Regions from separate parts of the Zea mays genome. Here region 1 is linked to region 2. Evidence: chromatin contacts called from public Hi-C data. All regions are on one chromosome and are shown on one strand. The core of a region is the stretch at or near the end of the contact, and the rest is flanking DNA. Distances in the headings are between cores, read along the strand shown.

Region 1 (3,458 bases), core at 252-2,751, 290 kb after region 2:
TGTCCTCTATCTATCAAATATTTTAAACAACTGATTTAGCAAAACTAAAATATTTACATTACATTTGAGAGTATAAAAAATACGTATGTACAAAAATTTAAAAATATCTCTAATATAGATATTTGCGTATAGAGAGAACATGATTTAGAGAATGTTGTTTGAGAGAAAGAAGATATACTGGATGAAATATTTTAGAGGAGATTGTAAAGTATGAGTATAAAAGATAGATATAGAGGATGTTGGCGGAGACAAAAAAAAGGTGTTCCTAGGCAGGAGTAATATATACTTGGCAAATGGAAAAGTGATGTGACGACAAAATACTTTTACAAGCCCACCTACCAACAAAAATGAGGATGTGAAGATACAAACATGCTCAATTTAAGCAATACAACTTAGGTCCTAAGAAGTTTATGGTTTACCAGATAAAAATATACTTTCTTTATCTCAAATTATAATTCGTTTGACTTTTTTTTGCCATGATTGACCGGTTTGTCCATTTCAATTTTATTTTTTTTGAAAAAAATGAAAAATTCAAAGCCATATCTAAAGCACATTACATGCTAAACAATATTACAACAAAACTAACAGTAATTATGTTTTTTGAATAATATAACCCGATCAAACTTATGATAAAAAAGTCAAACGAATTATAAATTACAATAGAGTAAGTATATTGTATATAGCAAAAAAAGTTCTACCAACCCACTTATATGTAACATATAAAAAAAATCACATAAGGCCTTTTAGCTATCAAGAAACAATGATATTCTCTCCGTCACAATTTATAATCCGTTTAACCTTTTTCGTCAAATTATGTTGGAAAAAAATCAATGGCATACTACATATAATAATTATTATTATGGAAATTTTTAAATAAGACGATTTGATCAAACTTAAATTTAAAAAGTTAAACGAATTATAAATTTAACGGCTATAGTAGTAGAAAACAATGGGATGGGTAATACGTGCGATGGACTCGAGTGAGGCTATTTTACCGTCCTTACAATATAAGTTCATTAAGTTCACGATTAGTGTAAAAGATGTTGCTAAATAATAATATATTTCATCATCTTAAAATAAACACACGTTTTATACTTAAATGGATTAAATGCATTTAAATTTGACTAAAAATATACCAATTTCAACAACTTAGTTAACTTATTTTTGACTTGTCGAAGCAAGAGATGGACACTTTTTCTAAGACTAAGATATGCCTATTTAAAATTAGTTTGATAACCACATTTTTTCAAAAGATTTCCATTTTTTCAAGAAAAAATTAAGAAAATGGATAAAACCATGACCCTCTCAACAGTAACCTAAAAACGAACCAAACAACCCATGACAAACTTATAACCACCACTACCTACGGACGTGCCACGTCACAAAACAAAAACATTTTGCGAGGTAAACCAAAGTCCAATAATCATCGTCCATTTTTCTCGCTCTCTCGATCACTACTATCATTTGCCGTCTTCCACCCTCCTTCCATTCCGTTCGGATACACCGTCTCGTTTCTCTCTCCTCCCCTCGCCCGTCTTCCCTCCTGTGCGAGCTCAGCTCACGGTCCTCCCACCCCCACGAGCGCCTCCGCGGCGAGGAAGAGATAATCAGCAGGCGGAGCGGGGGGCGCGCCGATGGATCTGGAGAGGCCGCCGCCGGCGTCGGCGGCGGAGGCGGCCGGGGCCGCGGCGTGCTCCATCTGCCTGGATCCGGTGCTCGCCTGCGTCGCGGGCCGGTCCGTCGCCAAGCTGCAATGCGGACACGAGTTCCACCTAGGTCAGATTCCTCGCGGCTACGGGCTTTCGTCATACAGATCTGCTTGTGATGGTTGCTTTGGTCGGTCGGGTAACGTGCGCCACGGGCGCAATTTGCCGTAACTGAGGAATTCTGGTGGGGTAGCTTTTCTAGATTTCATAGTGTCAGCGACGTGGTTCAGACTTGAATAACGGAGATGTTTGGGCACATACATGTTGGGATGATGCTGATGGGGTGAGAACTGCACGTGTAAGAGTAAGTAGAGCGGTTCCCTCTATTGATAATCAGAGGCTTTCAAGTAGGCGAGCAGATGGAGACGAGTTTATCGTTGACAAGGCACAACTCATCGCCGCGAAAGACAACATGGAAAAAAGTGTTTTTCAAAGTGTCTTAGATTCTGGAGGTTGTTGCGAATGGAGGAGTTACACCAAGATATCAAAAATGTTTGTCGTGCAATGGAAGTGGTGGCAATGGACATCTTCGCAACATATGGTTGACGACACAATGCTAAATTGAGGCTTCTTAGTTTCTTTTTGTTCATGAGAAATTGTGTTATGATGTTTTTACTTTAGTTGGGTTGAGTATGTTGATTGTACTATGAAGCCCAAAGTTTTAAAATCCCCTCGCTGTGCCCCATCTGCTCCCGGGTTACGTCCTGCACGCCACCCTCTGCCTGGCCCATTGCAGAGTGGGCGGTGACGGCCCGCTAGTGATGGGGGCTAGGGTTATGAATTTTCTCGATCAGGACCATGTTTCAGTCTCTTTTTAATATAATACCGGGAGGGCGGTCTTTCCCTCCCCGGCCGATTTTTTATTATTGGGTCTGCCTTGCCCTTACGTGACTCATTCTTTAGGTGAAAGAAATTGTTTGATGTCTTCAATTGAGCCAAATTGTTATTAGCTGCAAGCATGTAATATGGTTTTCTTGACATCTTATGGGTATCATATCTCCTCTTTCAGTTGTGTCATTCCATCAAACATTTTATATTTGGTCCTCTCGTAAGGTACCTTTGCATAAGAATTTAGCGCAGCAGCTTAGTTCCCAGTTATTACTGAGAGAGACTATAAAATTCCTTATTATAAGCCTCGGCTTACAGCTTAGTTTAGCTGCAATATCTTCTTTTGCACTCGTCGCCACGGCCCACGGGTAACTTATATTTCCTTATTACGGTTACAGAATTATTGCAATTTCAATCACAAATTCACAATGTACTTCACTAGCTTCAGGTTCCTAACAAGTCTATGGAATCTGCAGAGTCATGAATTATCCCAAGCTAATGGTAACAGGGGATGCAGCGTAAATTGAAGCCATATGCATCCTTGATGCAAAAGGCTGGAAAATGTTTTTTCCATTATAAAAAAGAGTAGAGTGGTTCCCGAATAATTGGAGCCACAGGTCCGACAGGCGAATCCATAAGCTTGAATTTAGCGGTAATTTAGTTTGGTTCATTAGCGGTGGAGTGGCTGGTCTGTTGCCTTGAGGGTTGTGGCGATTTAGATTAATTGTTAGGCCTATAGCGGTTTTTTTTGCCTAGTGATAACATGAAGGGTTCGAACCTTTGAGGCTTGCTTTTCCAATTCAGGTCACACCTTGTGTTACATCCGGAAATTTCGGTGAGCACCAAACTTTAGTTCAACGTGAACACCATCAGCACAATTTTGTTTTCGCATAAGCTTCTCACCTATCTCCAAGAATGACTCTG
Region 2 (3,650 bases), core at 211-2,710:
AAGCAGTTGACAGCAGACATCTTCATAAAGTGGGTTCTGGCAATCTCAATGGGCACTCATTTGATCGTGCCGGTGAAGGAGTTGTAAAGTGGTGGTGATGAACACATAATTCACACAGGTGAGATAGTCAAATGATGAATATATGCACCCTGGAAGGCTGCTACTAATTACACATTCCTTGAACCTTCCTGTAAAAGCTTAGTATGAAAGATGTAAGCTTTATTTGAAGGCAAGAACACATGGAGATTTTTTTCCTGGCGGAGTATAGACCTGTGCTCCTCTTTCGTCCACGGACGCTCTTGCGCCGTTCCTGCATGGCCTTGAAGCAACTATTCCCCACATCAGCATCAGTGCCGCTCTTCCATTCTTCGCGTCAGTGCCTGGCTGCCTGCTCCCTCCTCCTCTATCCTTGGGGTGTGGCGGCGGCGGCTCCAGATCCCTCGGGCGTCGCTACAGATGACTCCTCTCCAGTGTAGCGTGAGAGCGGGATTCGGCCGACCTGAATAGCGGCCACGTCCTCCACCAGCGCTTCGTAGTGTCGCCGCACCTCCTCCTCCGTCCGCGTCGAGCGAGGATCACGAATTCACGAGATCTGCTCGGATGATAGAAAGGAGGGGCGGAGGGTTTGCTACCTGGAGTAATCGAGCTTGGGTGTGGACTTCTTCTCGACGCCGAGGACAACGATGTTCGTGCTGCGGACGGCCTCAAGAGCGTACTCCACCTAGAAGATGTGGCCGCCATTGGCTGTGGGGCCGCCATGCCTCCAGTGGTGCTGCCCGACAAGGAGGCTGGGTATTTGAGGGATTATCGGCGAAGCATCATGACTCCCGACGAAACAGGGGTTGCGACTAGCGCGGTGGACGTTGCTGGGGGCCGCCTGATGCTGGCGGTGGCTGCTGCCTGGGGGCAGCGGCAGAGCTCATGATCGTCGAGACCTTTGATACCAGATTGGTAGGAGCCACGTTCTCTATACCGATGATATGTTTCCGTTGCAACGCACGGGCATCCACCTAGTAGTTAAATTAAATGTGAAAGTGTCCAGCATAACACTTCCTAATGACAAAATGACAAAGGGAATATTAGCGCCCAGGACAAGCGGTAATCCGGCGAAACATCCGCGAATGGGACAGCATCCCGTGGGCGCGCTTGGCGACTGGCCCAGCGTCCAGGGCTGCCCGAATTATTGCAGACCCCTTTGACGGGTTGACCACGGCGGCGCCGCCGTTGCTGGCCCCGTCGCTGCCGACTTCGCCCCGGCGCCTCCCCGGAACGACCTCCCACGTGGTGGGCCCTCCCCCGCGTTCCACCTGTTTTCTCCGTTGACAGCGCATCGAGCCTTGCACTGCCCCCACTTTCCAGTGTCACTTGCGTAACTCACCTCGCTGGGTGGGGCCCACCGGGAGCCCCGTGCGCCGCGCGCGCGCGAGGGGTCAAACTACCGCCGCGTTGTCGCGCTCATCGTCGCCGCGTGCTGTGGTCTGCTGCTCCTGCTGCTACCCCTCAATCTCCCCGCACCGCACCTCACCTCCCCCAGCTCCTCCTCTTCCTCTAATTGCTACACGCTTTCGAGGCTAGGGTTGCCTCGTCCTCCTCGCTGTCCACATGGCGCGAATCCTCATGCGGCTCCTCCTCCTCGCCGCGGCGGCGGCGGTGGCGGCGGGGGACGGCTGCCTCAACTCCGGCTGCGTCGCGCTGGGCTCCTACCTCGTCGCCCGGAACCAGAACCTCACCTACATCGCCAGCCTCTTCGGCATCGGCGACTACCACGCGCTGGCGCGCTACAACCCCGGCACCACAAACCTGGACTACATCCAGGCCGGCCAGAGCGTCAACATCTCCTTCACCTGCGGCTGCCACACGTTCCCCAACTCGGACGCCACCTACCTCGGCGGCTCCTTCCCGCACAAGGTTGTCACCGGCGACACCTACGGCGGCATCGCCCAGAACTACAACAACCTCACCTCCGCCGCCTGGCTTGCCGTCACCAACCCGTATCCCACGAACAACATCCCCGACACCAACACCGTGGTGAACGTCACGGTCAACTGCACCTGCGGGGACCCGAAGATCTCGTCGGACTACGGGTTCTTCCTCACCTACCCGCTCATGGGCCAGACCCTCGCCGCCGTCGCCGCCAACTACAGCTTCAACTCGTCGTCGCAGTTGGACCTGCTCCGCAAGTATAACCCCGGCATGGACACCGCTACATCCGGGCTCGTTTTCATCCCCGTCAAAGGTGAGCGCTGCTGCTGGCACTCCCAAGTCCCAACCAGAAACCGGTTCTATGCCCATTAATTAAGGTACCAACTAATCAAAAAGATGATATGACACTTTAAGTAAATAAGAGATACGGAGAAATGATTTCTTATTAAAAAAATATGTCTACACGAACCAATACATTAAGATGTGATTGGTAGATGAGCGGAAAGCCGGAAATAATATATGTAATTGGAAAAAAGATTATTTTGTCCATCGAGAATTCGGGAACATAGTTCCTCTGTGTGGGTTCTAGCATTGTGACTGCCCTAACATCATTTGTGTGATGTCAGTTGTGGAGGATTCAGTTCAATTTTATCGTAGTTTAGCACTTTAGCCATAAATGTAGGAGTTCTCCTGGCTATTAGTAGTTCACAGAATTGTGGGTGTTTTGCGCCCAACTGAACAGAATGGTAACCTAGGCTGCTAGCTTTGACTGGAGGTGTTTTCTTCATAGCTTGCTGTCAGGTGGTTGATAGGGTGCATGGATTGATTCGGCCTTGCTTCATGAAGGAAGGGGGATTTGCATTAGCTAACATTCCTGTATACTGTCGCATTGACTGCGTTTGTCTGTTTGCAATTAGATGAAGAACCCACTGAATCTGTTATGTCACTGTAGTTGCATTCCTAAATTGTTTGGTGTTTCATGCATGCTACCAATTCCACTTGTTGGTTCATGGCATCTCTTCATGAATAGTTACATATCAAGTAAAAGATTCCAGGTCTCGATATACAAATCCCCTTAAAATCCTCTATGCATCTGCACATGTCTCATAGTATGCAGTTGCAGGGTTGGCTTGATTCTGTGAACTGCGGCTATTTTGTTACATTTTAACTTTGAAAATGCTGTTAACAACTTAACATCAATGTGAACCCTGTTGGATTGATCTTTTTCTTGATAAAATGGTTTGCTGTCTTTTTCTGCTTCTCCAGATGGCAATGGAAGTTACCATCCTTTAAAACCACCAGGGTAAGTTTTGCTGCCAGCTATATTGTATCGTATAATATTCACTTGAATATTGTCAACCCTTGTGCACTCATGCTGATAACCTTCCTCATCTTGTGCAGTACAGGCAGATTCTGTCCTTTTGCAAGCTAATTATGCTTCCACATTAAGTTTTTTGCAAGAAAAACTGGACACCAGCTATTCTTGTGAGATAAAAAGGGTGGCTTGTTTACACTTTGTCAATCTCATCATCGATTCGGGCCAGGAAACGGAGGTTCTATAGGAGCTATAGTAGGAGGAGTTGTTGGTGGTGTTGCTATTCTGGTCCTGGGCGTCTTGTTATATATCATGTTCTATAGGCGAAAAAAGGCAAACAAGGCTGCCTTACTTCCATCTTCTGAAGATTCTACCCAACTTGGTAATGATTTATGCTTCTCTTTCAATGTAT

The links. Hi-C and Micro-C count contacts between places; a contact is called where the count stands out from the background.
Region 1: a contact with region 2 is called in a Hi-C map of ear, with 2.0 times the contacts expected there. The contact joins the promoter of LOC100194362 here to the promoter of LOC100279924 in region 2. A contact is called at or near these places in 3 of 25 Hi-C or Micro-C datasets (ear, leaf and tassel).

Annotation. Positions count from the first base shown.
Region 1 is chr1:200,522,499-200,525,956 of Zm-B73-REFERENCE-NAM-5.0, forward strand. LOC100194362 (putative RING zinc finger domain superfamily protein) reads left to right here and starts at 1,502. Exons shown (of 6, transcript NM_001139397.1): 1 at 1,502-1,776. The coding sequence starts at 1,635.
Region 2 is chr1:200,230,789-200,234,438 of Zm-B73-REFERENCE-NAM-5.0, forward strand. LOC100279924 reads left to right here and starts at 1,461. Exons shown (of 11, transcript NR_174154.1): 1 at 1,461-2,236; 2 at 3,190-3,226; 3 at 3,330-3,620.